Regions from separate parts of the Bos taurus genome. Here region 1 is linked to region 2. Evidence: chromatin contacts called from public Hi-C data. All regions are on one chromosome and are shown on one strand. The core of a region is the stretch at or near the end of the contact, and the rest is flanking DNA. Distances in the headings are between cores, read along the strand shown. Region 1 overlaps NDFIP1 (Nedd4 family interacting protein 1). Region 2 overlaps NDFIP1 (Nedd4 family interacting protein 1).

The links. Hi-C and Micro-C count contacts between places; a contact is called where the count stands out from the background.
Region 1: a contact with region 2 is called in a Hi-C map of an unstated tissue, with 4 times the contacts expected there. The contact joins two enhancer-like sites. A contact is called at or near these places in 3 of 11 Hi-C or Micro-C datasets (blastocyst, liver and an unstated tissue).

Annotation. Positions count from the first base shown.
Region 1 is chr7:53,193,370-53,198,197 of ARS-UCD2.0, forward strand. NDFIP1 (Nedd4 family interacting protein 1) reads left to right here. Exons shown (of 13, transcript XM_059888770.1): 12 at 2,322-2,427. The coding sequence ends at 2,425. Among named protein-coding and RNA genes, the nearest start is that of GNPDA1, 120 kb to the left of the region's middle. Within about 2 kb of position 1,697, at least 7 of the 102 cell types and tissues checked have an H3K27ac peak or open chromatin away from gene starts, as enhancers often do.
Region 2 is chr7:53,086,708-53,091,573 of ARS-UCD2.0, forward strand. NDFIP1 (Nedd4 family interacting protein 1) reads left to right here. Exons shown (of 13, transcript XM_059888770.1): 2 at 1-2,577. Among named protein-coding and RNA genes, the nearest start is that of GNPDA1, 11 kb to the left of the region's middle. Within about 2 kb of position 2,669, at least 76 of the 102 cell types and tissues checked have an H3K27ac peak or open chromatin away from gene starts, as enhancers often do.

The DNA of each region.
Region 1 (4,828 bases), core at 447-2,946, 110 kb after region 2:
TCTTCTGTCTCAGGTCTTTTTGTTATCTCCTCAGTTTGGATCTTTGGTTCCCAGGGTTGCTAATGGGTCTGGCTAGCACAGTGTAGAGCCCATGACCAAAAGCTGCTTCATATATTCAGGGCCTACCTGCTTTGCCTTGGGTAACAGAGTCATGCACTGATGACTCTAAATTTTACTTAGAGAATACAAGTCATTCATGATGCCATCCCCTACCTCCCCAGTAGCATCATTTTATTCTACTCTTAGTCACAGCATTCCAAGGAAAGAGACATAGTGATTTTTACTTCTTGTCTTGATTACTGAGAAACTTAATAATTTAAAAAAACAACCTACAGGGGAGTCACTTTAGAGAAGTAGTTCCTTGACTTGCTTATTCTCCAGACTGTATCTTTAAGAGAAAGTCTGACTCCTCATCTTCTCCCAAGCCTAAAGTCTAAGCAAATCCTGAATAAGCCAAAGAAGAGCCATTAAGCATAATTTTAGGTTGATTGTTGACAACATAGATAATTTAAAAAAATCTAATAGGCTTATTTCCTTCCTATATTAAAGTTTCATGGGAGATGAGTTTATAGTACTTTGTAATTGATCATTCTTGCTGTCTTACTGCTTAGTGGTAAGCAGAAAATGGTGAGACTTCAGATGTACTTCATACATTTGGATCCAATGTTTGAGTCATTTTTGGAACTCCTTGCAGAGAGAATCTTTTGTTGTTGTTGTTGTTACTGTTTTTGGTTTTTTTTTTAAGGGGGGATGGTTTCCTGCAAAGACCAGGTCTATGAGCTGGTAGCTCATAAGCTACATCTAGCCTGTAGTTGTGACTTGTATGTTCCATAGTTACTTTCAGAAGTTATTTTTTTAGTTATCATTATAAAAGGGCTTCCCTGGTGGCACAAGTGGTAAAAAAAACCTGCCTGTCAATGCAGAAGACATGAGATGTGGGTTCGATCCCTGGTCAGGAAAATCTCCTGGAGGAGGGCATGGCAACCCACTCTAGTATTCTTGCCTAGAAAATCCCATGCACAGAGGAGCCTGATGGGCTGCAGTGCATAGGGTTGCAGAGTTAGGCAAGACTGGAGTGATTTAACACACACACTTAACACACACATCATATAAAAACCAAGAACTTTCACATAAAATATCTGAATTTTTTTACCTTTTTAAAATTGAAATATCTAGCAAAACTGACCTATATTCCCACATGGCACCCATCCTTTGACTGGAGTTAGGTTGTATTGTCGATGATTTTGATGCCAAACAGGGTAGTTTTCACTGTGCTCAGTGCTGATGACTCTTGGTTGCTGCCAGAAATCATTTCTGACTGAGTGCAAAGCATCTTCCACTGCTTGAGTATATTTTAAAATATATCCAAAAGAAAGTTATTGCTCAGAGCCGGTGAGATGGGAGGAGGGTAGGAAATGGGGAGTGGCTACCTAATGGGTACAGATAATTTTAGGGACGATAAAGAATTCTGAAATTGGATTATAGTTTTAACTACTAAAAGCCAGTGAATTGTACACATTAAATGGGTAAGCTTTGTGATATGTAAATTATAGCTCTGTAAAGCCATTTGAAAAAAATGTGTCTTAAGACCAGGGGCCATCTCTGGAGGAGGAGGGCCAGCAGTGTGTGAGCTACCACTGGAGGGAGCTCATCATCTTCCCTGCTGACTCCTAAATTAAGAATAGAGAAATAGAATTTAGAGTTGAGACAGAATTCTTGTAAAGGTAAGGACAGCCTGACATCTAGTGGACAGCATTGTGTACTGTTGACAGAAAAAAAAAGAAGCCATAACAAGAAAGGATGACATTTTTTTATTTGAGAAAAACACTGTTTATAACCTCTCTGTTTTTCGTGTTAATTATCTTGGAATACTTTTTGGGAGCTCAGAAGGTTTTGGCACTCCTGGCTGTCCATTGGTTAGGACTCTGCACTTTGACTGCTTAGGCTTGGTCCCTGGTTGAGGAACTAAGATCCTGGGGTGGGTAGGGAGAGTAGGTTTTGATGATGCTTCTCAGTGAGACTTCCAAAAGTAAATGATGTAAATGTTTGGCCCCATCTTATTTTTTGTTTTCTTTTACACAAATTAGATTCTGAATGCGCAAAAGAGACTTTTTTTTGGCTCTTGAGATTGTATGTTCTCATTGAGAAATAGAAAACTTGGTGTAAAATCAAATCCTTTGAAATTTTTAGAGGAAATTATGTTTTGATAGCTTTTCTGATAACAGAAAAATGAAGTATTTGGTATCAGGAGGGATATTTCTGGGGACTGGGCTTAATATGCGAATTATAAACTCATTCTTGACTTTTCTTTTTTAAATTAGGCTTTCTCCTGTTTCTCAGAGGATTTATCAATTATGCAAAAGTTCGGAAGATGCCAGAAAATTTCTCAAATCTCCCCAGGACCAGAGTTCTCTTTATTTATTAAAGGTATTAAAGAAAAAAACTTTATTCCAGTCCCAGTGTAATCATGTGATGCATGGGTAGATTACTGTTCACATTTAGAGTAGAATATTAACAACCTGTGGTAGGGGATACAGAGACAGTAAGGAAGGCATAGTCTTTGCCTTTTAGTTTCTAGTTTAGTAAGGAGTGTTTCTATGAAAAAACTATCTTAAAAGGCAAGTTATAAAAACTACCAGAGGAGACATTATCTCATGTTTGGACAATGCAGAAGAGATTTGACTAGGACTCAGGGTCCTTAATCTTTGAATCATGAATCCTGAAGCCACTGTTTGGGTTGTACTAGTTCCAGAGGTAAGTAGTGAGAAGGAACCTTTCAGGCCTAATCACTAAGCTCTGTTTGGTGGGGCCCCTAAATCCAGAGCTGGGAGAGTCCACAGTACTTGAGGAACTCCTTTTGGCTACTGACAAGCCTACCAAGGCTTCCATCTCCTAAAATCAATGAGGGACTTTCCTGGGCATTTTCTTCAGGTTCACATCCTGATGTTACCATTCTGATGGGAGGGTCAAACCCAAGGAAAGAAAGGAAGGGGAGAAAAGGGCCTTTTCCCTGCCTAGAACAGGAGGACTAAGCCTTGCCAAGGCTGTTTGGTTCCCCCATGGGTTTCCCCAGAGGCTGGCTCCATCTTGCATCACCAGCTGCAAAAAGGAGGAGACAGGGAATCTTGAGAAAGAGTACACCAGAGAGAGGTCTCTAGTAACAAGGTCTGATGGGCCTCCTTGGAACTGATTCTTTGTTCCTTAAGACTGTTGAGGACAGGTAGAGCCAGGCTAGTTGAGACATAGGCAAGGATTTGTGAAGGTTGTAACAGTTGAGATAAACCTTGAGATAAACCTAGAAAGTATAATACGGAAAACTTGGGTGGGGAAGCCTTTTAGAGTCACCTGAGGCAGTGTTGAAGAGGAAGAGAGGTAGGGAAGTATGCAGCTGGCTCAAAAGAAGCAGTTTGTAACATAAAGGAGTGTTGAGGATTAAGGCTGAAAAGTCAAGCTGAGAGCATTCTCAAATATCTTGAGCACTAAGCTCATTTGCAGTGGAACTCACAGAGCAGCCCTTTAAACCCAGTCACATATTGGCTCAACACAAGGCTGATTCCATGTGAGCCTGTATTTGCTGTTGGGTTATTTCATAGTTTTTGTAAGTAATCATATGCTAAGAGTGGAGTTTTCAATTTTGAAGATTTGTTGTGGTCTTAGGATGCAGAGTAGCATTCTCAGTTTTGAAGATTTCATGGTTGTCTCAGACTATATGCTTCTAGAAAAGAAAATATCTATCATATTTAATTTGCCAGGTTGTGAGAGGGTGTTGAAAGTCTTTAAGCAACAGAATAATACGATAACTTCATAAGTGAAATAAAAATTTTTCAAGCATGCCAACTTTTCAATATGTCAGATACTGAATTAAGCATTATACATGTACTTGTGCATATACATGTACAATGTGCTTGTATAAACAACAAAAGGTTATTAGTGACAGATAAGCTCAGATACATGCGTGGTAGAGTATATTCATAAGGCATTTTTATAAAGTTAAAGCATGTAAAGAACCTATGTTCTTTTGGTTAAAGTCAGTTTCTTCAAAAGAGTGTGTACTTTTATTTGCGAGACAGTTTAGTCTTTAAGATTACCACTTACATTTATGACTGTTTTGGTTTTTTTTTTCCCCAAGAAAAGGAATGTTTTATTACATGTTTAAAATGTCGTGAGAGGTGGTGTGTCCTGAATTTGAATTGGGTTACACAGGCTGGGTGCAGATGGACATTGACACGCTCACCTGGGCCCTAACCCCTGTGATGTTTCTGTTACATCCTAACTTTAAGAGGCTTGTCAGATGTTTTGTGTGGTTTTAGTAGTTTATGTAGTTACCATTGTCATCTTCTTTCTCCTTCTGTGTGTCTGATTATAATTTATAGTTACTTCTGATCCTTAGCTTTAACTCTTACCTACCATAGGTTCAAAGTTAAGTCTTTGGTGTAGTCACAGTTCTCCTGATGATGAGCTTCTGAACCCACCTCCACAGTTCCCCTCATCCACTGGTGCCCACAATACCCTGAGAGGACAGATCGCTCCCTCCCTCTCTGCCTTCCTTCCTTCACAGATTCTGTAGGTCTGGTGTATTGGTGGCTTTGAATTTCTAAATGACTGAGGCCACACCTCTGTCTGGTCACTTCATTCATCTGGTTGAAGGCAACTTCTGGCTTCCTTAGGGGATGCATACCTTCTTTATCTTGCATCTAATACAGGACAGGTTGATGTGACAATGGAAGTTGAGAGAAAGCCTGAACTTGGCAGTTTTCCTGTTGTAAAATTTGTTGTTATTGTTTTGACTTCCTAAAATTTCTGAAATGTTTTATGGGTATATTCTAAA
Region 2 (4,866 bases), core at 1,419-3,918:
AGAGTTCCATGTGCTATACAGTAGGTCCCTGTTGATTCTGTTTTATATATAGTAGTGTGCACATGTTTGTTTGAAGTACAATTGATCTACAACACGGTGTTAGCTCCTGGTACACAACAATGTGATTTGATACTTCTGTATGTTACAAAATGATCACCACAATAACTCTAGTTACCATCTGTCACCATATAAAGACATTACATTATTATTGATTATATTTCTCACACTGTACATTTCATATCCATGATTCTTATTTTGTAACTGGAAGTTATACCTCTTAATCTTCCTCACCTATATCTCTCATTCTTTCACCTCTCTCCCCTCTGGCAACCACCTTTTGTTCTTTGTGTCTATGACTCTGTTTTGTTAAGTGTGTTCATTTCTTTTGCTTTTAGATTCCAATTCTACATATAATTGAAATCATATAGTATTTGTTTTTCTCAGTCTGAAGTAGCATAATGCCCTCCAGGTCCATCCATATGGTCACCAATGGCAAGATTTCATTCTTTTCTTATGTTTGAATAATATCCATTATATATACATATATACCACTTCTTTATCCATTCATCTATCAGTAGGCACTTAGATTACTTCTAGATCATTGTGGTTTTGGTTTGTATTATTAACTTTTTAATATATATGCAAAAACTACATATTTAATGTATATGTTTGATGAGTATGTATAGGCATATGTATTCCCTGGGGAACAGTCATCACAATTAATACATTTATCCATCACCTCCAAAAATTTCCTGTGTCCCTTTGGTTTTAGTGTGTGTGTCTGTGTGTGTGACCAACTCAACTCAGTAAGACTGTCTGCAAAAAATTGCTACTGTTTTTGAAGTCTCATCTGGAAGGCAATTCTACTTGCAATTGCCTTATATACAAGCTTTTCTCATGAGAAAAATATTGCACAAAACAAAAATAATTTCTGCACTGTGATTCTTTGCTTTTGGCTCTGCCATAAAAGAGGGCTTCCCAGGTGGTGCTAGTGGTAAAGAACCTTCCTGCCAGTGCAGGAGATATCGAGATGCCAGTTTGATCCCCGGGCTGGGAAGGCCCCCTGGAGAAGGAAACTGGCAACTACTCCAGTATTCTTTCCTGGGAAATCCCATGGACAGAGGAGCTTGGTAGGTTACAGTCCAAGGGGTTGCAAATGGTCAGACATGACTTAGGAACTAAACCATCACCACCACCACCATATACACAAAAATAGATATCTGATGATGTGTTAATATTCAAAATATATAAGGAACTCATACAACTAAATAGCAAAAAAGCCTAAACAATCCCCTTTTAAAAATGGGTAGAGGATCTGAATAGATTTTTTATAAATAAGGTATACAGATCGCCAATAGGTACATGAAAAGATACTCAATACCACTAAATCAACAGGAAATGCAAATCAAAACCACAATGAGGTATCATCTCACACTTGTCAGAATGACTATTATTGTGGGAAACAACAAATGTTACTGAGAATGTGGAGAAAAGGGAATCCTCATGCACTGTTTGTGGTAATGTAAATTGGTGCAACGATTATGGAAATCAGTATGGAAGTTCCTCAAAAAATAAAAAACAGAACTGCCATATGATCCCACAATTCTACTCCAAGGTATTTATTTGAAGAAAATGAAAACACTAATTTGAACAGATGTATGCAACCCTGTGTTCACTGCAGCATTACTTACAATAGGCAAGATATAGAAACAACCTGTGTGTCCATCAATGGATGAATAAAGATGATGCAGCATAGATTACACAATGGAACACTATTCAGTCATAAAAAGAATGAAATCTTGCCATTGGCAACAAAATGGATGGGCCTTGAGGGCATTATGCTAACTGAAATAAAACAAAGACAAAATAGCCCACGACACATATTTAAAACAACAAAAAACCAGGCTCACAGACACAGAGCACAGATTGGTGGTTGCCACAGGTGAAGGAGTAAGGATTAAGAGAAATGGGTGAAAAGGGCCAAAAAGTACAAGTTTCTAGCAATAAAGTAAATAAGTCATGGAGATGTAAGGTAAAGCCTGATGCCTTTAAACTTTATCGCATATTTGAAAGTTGCTAAGAGTAAATCTGAAAAGTCCTCATCACAAAGAAAATTTTCTAACTATATGTTGACAGTTGTTGACTAGACTTGTGATCATTTTGCAATATTTATAAATAGAAAATATTATGTTGCTCACCTGAAACTAATGTTATATGTCTCTTACACCTCAAGAAAAAAAAAAATATTTCTGGAAGGTTGAAAAAAGTAATAAAAACCACTGCAAGAATCAGAGATTGATAATCTCACAGCTGTGAGAGAGTACATCCGTCATTCACAGGTTCAAACTCTCACTATAAACAGCTGGGTCCAACCGTTAAAAGGGCTGCAAAACTGCAAACTAACATACATTGGATTTAACGTCTGGTTTGTTTTTTTAAGGTGAACTTCCTGTTTGCCTAAAAGTGGGAACTGCACTTTTAAGGCAAAGTCCCCCCAGCAAAGCCGGAGCTGATTTGGGAAGCCCAAGCCCGGGAGCGGGGTCTAGTGGATTTTCAGAAGAGAAAGGATTTCAGGAGGTAAGGACTTTTCAGCTGTGTTAATGTATCCGTGGAGCAAGGCTGCCTTTGGCTGGCTGGTTTTCCAGAAAGGTCCTGGGAGTGAGACGCTTGCTGATTGGCTGTCGTCTAGGAGCATGGACACTGTCACTGATTGGCTGGCTTTTGGAGGCTTGGGCCGGCCTGGATTTGCTCACGTGCAGAAGCATAGTTACTGAAGTGAGGGTGTCGCTGATTGGCTGGTTTTCAGGGGAAAAAAATCAGTTGTTTCTTATTAACGGTGGTTACTGTTCACGGCATGGGACTATGGCCAAAGAACAGTGTTTTCCTTTCCTGAATGTGCAAATAAATACATTTAATTCTCAGTGACCCGTTTTATTTCCTTCCGCTAAACCTGCAGGAGATCATAAGAGGTTGCCTGAATCTTTATTTGTGGAGATACGTTTTTCAGCTGGTGTTGCCATTTAAGTGATTCAAGCACCAATTACTGTGGAGGAAAAATAGCTGTGACGTATTTTGGTAATTTATTGAAAAAAGCTGTATACAAGACATTCAGGGTGTCCTAACAGTCAGTACAGGACACAGGACAAAGTAATGAACGTGTCCTGTCTGTATGCTGCTGCTGCTAAGTCGCTTCAGTCGTGTCCGACTCTGTGTGACCCCATAGAGGGCAGCCCACCAGGCTCCCCCGCCGCTGGGATTCTCCAGGCAAGAACACTGGAGTGGGTTGCCACTGCCTTCTCCATAGGCAACTGTATAAGCAAAGTGCTAAGGGAAGAGGAGGAAGCCACACCTCAACAGAAGGAAGTTGAATTCTCATTTCCTTCTAGGAAGGCATTCATTGTAGCCTGCTTGTTAAAGGAAAATACTGGAAACAGCCTAAATATCAATCAGTCGTGAACTGGCTGGATAAATCTTTGGATACCTGTTAGATGGAATACATTGCAGCCATTAAAAAGAGATGGAGTTCCATGAACTAATATGAATACTACCGTGATAGCTAATTTTTAAAAAGAAAACAAGATGTGATGATTAGTGTATCACTTAAATATTTGCAAGGATTCCTCAGAGAGGCCATTCAGACCTGTAGTTGTATTTCTGGGAAGATTTTTTTTTTTGCCTTTTGAAAAAAGAATTTAATTTCCTTAATAAATGTTATGGTATTCAAAAAAGAAAACAAGATGGCAACTCCTTGTATGGTATCATTTGTGCTAGAGTATGCGTGGGCGTCATAGAAGGAGGAATAAATATATGTTCTTGTATGAGCAACCTGTCTCTGGAAGGGTGTACAGGAAACAGTCATGATGATTTTGGAGGAGAAAAACTGAAAGGCTGAGAGGCTGAAGGGCAGGGAGCAGAAGAGGCTTCCTTTTCATGGCATATTCTTTTATATATTGTTGCTGCTGCTGCTAAGTAGCTTCATTTTTCAAATGATTATTTTTAAAAAATCAAATGTATGCCCTAAGGCATTGATGAGAGGCACAGGTTTGATATAATTAGGGTGTGGACAGGATGTTTTTTGAGCCTAGTGACCCATCTGGACCAGGGTGGATATCTGAAGTTGGCCAACCAGCTACGTGGGATGTCTCCCACAGCTCCAAATCGCCACATCACAGAGCACAGGAAATAGCCTGGTGCTAGGAGGGGAGCATTGTCATCCCACGTAGCAAATCACCGAGAAATAGAGCTAGCAATAAATGCACTAAATTACCCAGGCAGCCAGAGGGCACAGGGACCACTCTAATGATTCTGTGTCGGGCTCACTTCCAGGAGGGAAGGGTCCTCCAGAACATTTTTGGAATTTCATTGCTGGAGATCTCTTCGCTGGGAGTCAGTCTGCTCTGAGGAGAATAGTTCCTTTCCTGGCAGAAACATCTCTGTAGCATAAAATGTATTAGAGAGCAAATATGATGAAAACTTTGGAAAATGGAGGGGTTGGAAGCAGTGAACTCACTTTAGCAGACCATCATCATCATTATAGCAGCTGATATTTACTGGGCATTTATCATGTCCTAGGAATTGTTCAAGTGCTTTGCATGCATTATTATCTCACTTAGTCCTTAAAACAACCCTACGAGGTAGCAGTTTTACTGATGAAAAAACCAGCATCCAGAGGTTTAGAAATTCACCCAAGTTCATGACATAAGTAGTTGATCTGGGGTTTGAATTGAGGCTGTCTGTACTCCAGCTGTTTGACCAAACTTCCTCCAAAAGAGGACTTCTCCAGCACATGAACAGCAGCAAGCATAAGTGCCATGGGAAACATTTGGTGTTCCTGAGTGCCCTCAGAGCTCCTGGAATATGATTTTT